Linked DNA regions of Ovis aries: region 1 is linked to region 2. A link is a contact called in public Hi-C data. All regions are on one chromosome and are shown on one strand. Each heading gives the region's core, a stretch centred on a gene start, on an enhancer-like site or on the middle of the called end of the contact. The rest is flanking DNA. Distances are from core to core; before and after follow the strand shown.

Evidence for each region. Hi-C and Micro-C count contacts between places; a contact is called where the count stands out from the background.
Region 1: a contact with region 2 is called in a Hi-C map of muscle, with 5 times the contacts expected there. The contact joins the promoter of IRS1 here to the promoter of LOC101102042 in region 2. A contact is called at or near these places in 3 of 16 Hi-C or Micro-C datasets (hypothalamus, muscle and skin fibroblasts).

The regions. Positions count from the first base shown.
Region 1 is chr2:229,076,341-229,079,040 of ARS-UI_Ramb_v3.0, forward strand. It overlaps IRS1 (insulin receptor substrate 1), which reads right to left and starts at 1,446. Exons shown (of 2, transcript XM_015093559.4): 1 at 1-1,446. The coding sequence starts at 991.
Region 2 is chr2:228,139,363-228,142,062 of ARS-UI_Ramb_v3.0, forward strand. LOC101102042 (voltage-dependent anion-selective channel protein 3-like) reads left to right here and starts at 1,444. Exons shown (of 1, transcript XM_042244321.2): 1 at 1,444-2,466. The coding sequence starts at 1,519. The coding sequence ends at 2,370.

The DNA of each region.
Region 1 (2,700 bases), core at 196-2,695, 940 kb after region 2:
CACTGGAGGCACGCACGCGGAAGGAGCCCTGCTTCCCGCCCACCAAGCTGGCTGGGGAGGTGGCCGTGATGCTCTCGGTGCGCGAGCGGCGGGTCAGCCCCACCTGGCTGGGTGGAGGGTTGTTGAGGTGGTGCCTCCTCAGGGGCACACTAATGGGGTTGGAGCAGTTGGAGGAGGACTGGCTCTTGCTTCTAGGGCGGAACTCATCGCTCATGGCCCGCATGGCCTCCAGGATTGTCTCATGCATGTTCTGGGCCACCACGGAGTCGTCCACCTGCATCCAGAACTCCCCCGGGCCCGTCACTGCGGAACGGCCCACTTCGATGAAGAAGAAGTTCTCTGAGTGGCCACAGCGCCTGATGTTCATCAGCTGCAGCACCACGGCCGCCGCCTCCGAGTTCAGCTTCACGAAGCTGATGGTCTTGCTGGTCAGGCAGAGGCGGTAGATGCCAATCAGGTTCTTTGTCTGACCCAGGCCCTTGGGTTTCAGGATCACCTGCCAGACCTCCTTGAAGGCGGGTCCTGGGGGCACGTCCCCGTAGCTCAAGTCCTCCCCGGCCTCCCCGAGGCCGGAGCTGCCACTGCAGCTGCCCCCGCCGCCTCCCGCCCCAGGCGCCGCGGCCCCGTCGTGGTGGCCCTTGGCACGGTTGTGCAGCTGCAGGAGGGCCTGGTACCAGCTGTCCTGCTCGGCCTCGCTGTCTGCCGCGATGGCAAAGTGCTCGTCCCGGGTGTAGAGGGCCACCAGGTGCTTGTTCTTGGAGTCCGCCCGCTTGTTGATGTTGAAGCAGCTCTCCAGGGGGATCGAGCGTTTGGGGGCGCTCGACTTGTGCCGCCACTTCTTTTCGTTCTCGTAGTACTCGAGGCGCGCCGGACCCCCAGCCTCGCTGGCCGCCCGCAGCACGAAGAATCGCTTGTGCATGCTCTTGGGTTTGCGCAGGTAGCCCACCTTGCGCACGTCCGAGAAGCCGTCCGTCTCCGGAGGGCTCGCCATGCTGCCGCCGCCGCCGAGCAGAGGGAGGCGCTGAAAAACAACCGGGTGGGGGGCGGAGGCTCCTAGCCGCGGCCCCGCACATGCAAACAGGGCTAGAGGAGGCAGAAACCCCGACTCCGAAATCCACGCCGCCCTCTGCGCCGGGGAGGGGCGGTCGAGGGAGGACGCAGCAGCTGCGCCAAGGAGATAGCCCCGACCCGAGTTTACTGGCGTTTTATGCCCTGGGGGAGAGGCAACGCGTCCGGCGCGAGTGCAGCCCGGATCCCCCGAGAGCCAAGTCTCTTCTCAGCCGCCGCGGTCGGGAAGAAGCTAAGATGCATCTCTCGCCGCCGGGGCCAGAGTCCGGCGCTGGCAGGCGGCGGCCCGGGCGGGCGGGCGGGGTGTGTGTGTGTGTGTGGGTCCTCGCCTGGCCCCTCCAGGCGCGCGCGCGCGCCTTCCCTCCGGAGTTCCTCTCTGGAAGTAGCGATTCCCGAGGCAAATTAAATATCCTTGGGCAGGGGGAGGCGAGCTGCCAAGTCCCAACGTTGCACGGGGTTCTCCCTCCTCCTCCTCCTCCTTCGCCTCCTCCTCCGCCTCCTCCCACCCCCCGACCGTCCCCGCCGCCACCAGCCGCCCAAATACCAGCTCAATCGCGGAGACCGCGGCGCTGCGGCTGTTGCTGTTGCTGCCGCAGCCCGCGGACGCGTCCTCTGCAGCCCCCGATCGGGCCCATGTCGGCGGGCGGAGAAAGTGGCTTTTCCACGCGAAACGCGACTAGGCAGCCTGGGGAGCTGGGGGCGCGCCGAAGGGACAGGCTCATCCCTGCCCCTCGCTCCAGTCGGCCGGGGAAGAGGGGAGGGGACGAGGGCGGGAGGCGAAGGCGGAGAGGGGGGGGTCGGGGGTGCGAGGGGGAGGCTGGGGAAGGAGTCGGGGGAAGACGCCTCTTCCCCCGGAGGCGCTGCCGCTACTTATCCCCTCCTCCCTCCTCCTCCTCCTCCAAGAGTTGCCGAGAGCCCCAACCAAAACAAGCGGCGGCGTCTGGCTCTGCGCGCCGACCGCGCCGCCGTCTCACTCGGGAGGAGAAAAAAACACGTGACGGAGCCTCCGCGCTCCGCAGCCCGGCCGCCGCCGCCGCCGCCGGGAGGCTCCCGCCCGGGTCTCTACATTCCCGGCCGAGCCCGCCCCGCGCCCGCCCCTCTCCGCCCCCCGGCCGTGCCGCAGAGGCGCCCGCGCCCGGCCTCGGCACCGCGCTCGGGCAGCGCCCCTACGCGGCCGGCCGCCTGGGCTCAGAGCCGGCCTCTTCGCGCGCCACCCAGGGCGCCCCCCGGCCCGCAGGAATCCCCGCCGCGGGAGCGGGCGGGGGTGTTTGGGTGTCTCCCCGAAAGCACGAGGGGAGTCTGGGAAAACGGGGGAGGGGGGCGAACCCGGGAAGACGCAGGAGTGAGGGTGGGGGGCGACGGGGGGGCACTGCGGCTACTGGGCTCTGCGTGGGAGGGCCCGGGGAGGAGGGGACTCGAGAGCTGGGCTGGATCTTACCTAACAGGTAAGAGCAGCCCCTCAGGAGAGAGTGTTTCTAGTCAAGGCTTTTTTTTTCTTCCCTCCCTAGAAATCTAAAAGCTGGATTTCAGTTTCAGTGCGATAGGCCGTGGTGCTATCTGTATTTTCGTGAGGTTTTACTAAAGGACTTCCGGGCCAGCCTTTCACCTTGGAATCCCCGAATTTGCTGCAGT
Region 2 (2,700 bases), core at 194-2,693:
GGAAAGAATCAAACCATACTTTGACTAATGAAATCAAAGCATGGCCTATGAAATGTCAACATTTCATGAAGAAAAACAGCAAGAGAGGAAAAAAGGACAAGGGAACTGTAACATATCCAGAAACTATTAAATGACCTTGATAAGTCCTTACCTATCAATATTTATTGTAAATTTAGATGACTTGAATTTTCTAATGAAAAAAAACCAGAATGGCTGAATGGAAAAAATAAACAAAACAAGTGAACAGCAACAACAATAACAACAAGACATAGCTAGCTATATGCTGTTTATAAGAGACTCACTTCAACTTTAAAGACACATATAAGTGCAAGGTGAGGGGATGGAAAAAGATACTTCATACAAGTATAAACCAGAAGAGAACAGGGGTATCTATAGACCCAATGGATATAATAGACTTTAACTCAAATTTATAAGAGGAGACTAAGATTATTATACGATGATCAAGGGTAAATTCATCAACAACATATCCAACATCAGAAATTTTAAAACTATTAAGGAAATACTGACATATCTGAAGGGAGAAATAGAGAACAATACAATACAGTAATAGTAGAGGACTTCAATGCTCCACTTTCAGCTATATATAGATTATCCAGACAGTAAGTCAATTAAGAAACTTTAAACTTGTACTATACTTTACACGAACTGAACCTAACAGACACATACAGAACATTCCATCCAACAACAGAAGAATACACATTATTCCTCAGTGAACTTGGAACATTCTCCAGGATAGATCATATGACAAGTCACAAAACAAATCCTAGCAAATATAAGAAGGCTGAGATCACACCATATATCTTTTCTGACCACAGTAGTTTAAAACTAAAAACCAGTAACAGGAGGAACACCTGAAAATTCACAAATGTGTGAAGTAATTAACGAATTTTTTAAAAAATCTAAAAAGAAAAGTTTTCAAAATCACAAAAAAGTGAAAATGGAAATACAACATATTAAAACTTATAAGACAAAGCAAAAGCAGTTCTAAAACAGAAACTTGTGATAAATGTCCGCAGTAACAAAAAAAAATAAAGTTCTCAAGTAAGCAACTTAACATCTCCAGTATTGTGAACAGAAGAGCAATTGGAAATCAAAGTTAGAAGAAAGAAGGGAATAAAGATGAGAGCTGAAATAGATAAGAATCAAAAAATAAATAAAATAGAAAGATCAAAAAATTAAGACCAGTTTTTTAAAAAGGTAAAAGGTGAATAAAATTGACTAAATGAAGGAAAGAAAAGACAAAAGACTCAAGTAATTCAGAAATAAGAAAGAAGATATTACAATGCAAACTACAGAAATAAATATAGCGGCGCGCGCCCCCGGCGCGACTCTACAGCGCAGCCGCGGCGCGGGGTTCGGGGCTCGGGGCGCGCAGACGCCGCGGGCGTGGGGCCGCGCAGGCTCGGACGGCGTTGGTCCGAAGAAGACCTTCAGCGGTGCCCTGGCGGAGTGGACAGGCTCCTCCTAGCGGAGCGGACGGGCCCTCCAGTCGGAGATATGTGTAACACACCGATTTACTGTGACCTAGGAAAGGCTGCCAAAGATGTCTTCAACAAAGGATATGGATTTGGCATGGTCAAAATAGATCTGAGAACCAAGTCATGCAGTGGAGTGGAATTTTCTACTTCTGGTCGTGCTTACACTGATACAGGGAAAGCATCAGGCAACCTAGAGACCAAATACAAGATCTGTAACCATGGACTGACCTTCACCCAGAAGTGGAACACAGACAATACTCTTGGGACAGAAATCTCTTGGGAGAATAAGTTGGCTGAAGGGTTGAAACTGACTCTTGATACCATATTTGTACCAAACATAGGAAAGAAGAGTGGGAAATTGAAGGCCTCATATAAACGAGATTGTTTCAGTCTTGGCAGTAATGTTGATATAGATTTTTCAGGACCAACCATCTATGGCTGGGCTGTGTTGGCCTTTGAAGGTTGGCTTGCTGGCTATCAGATGAGTTTTGACACAGCCAAATCCAAACTGTCACAGAATAATTTCGCCCTGGGTTACAAGGCTGCAGACTTCCAGCTGCACACTCATGTGAATGATGGCACCGAGTTTGGAGGCTCGATCTACCAGAAGGTGAATGAGAAGATTGAAACGTCGATAAACCTCGCGTGGACAGCCGGCAGTAACAACACTCGCTTCGGCATCGCTGCTAAGTACAAGCTGGACTGCAGAACTTCTCTCTCTGCTAAAGTAAACAATGCCAACCTGATTGGACTGGGTTACACTCAGACCCTTCCACCAGGAGTGAAACTGACCCTGTCAGCTCTAACTGATGGAAAGAACTTCAATGCAGGAGGGCACAAGGTCGGTCTGGGATTTGAACTAGAAGCTTAATGTGGTTTTGAATAAAGCATCAGCTTTGTCCCTGGAGGTGAAGAGAAGTGAACCCACTATGTTTTGGCCTTAAAATTCTTCTGTGAAATTTCAAAAGTGTGAACTTTTTATTCTTCCAAAGAATTGTACTCCTCCCCACACTGAAGCTTAGGTACCGAGTCCATCCTAAGGGAGGTGCTTGAAGGCATGCCTGGAAGTTGTCACTTTCGTGCCACATTTCAGTTCAGTTCTGCAGTGTTATTTTCAATGTGTTCCTCAGCGATGGTGTAGGGTCATGTTCAGAGGAGACGACCCGCCCCTCCAGTTGTCCATCGCGTCCTGCATGTCCCA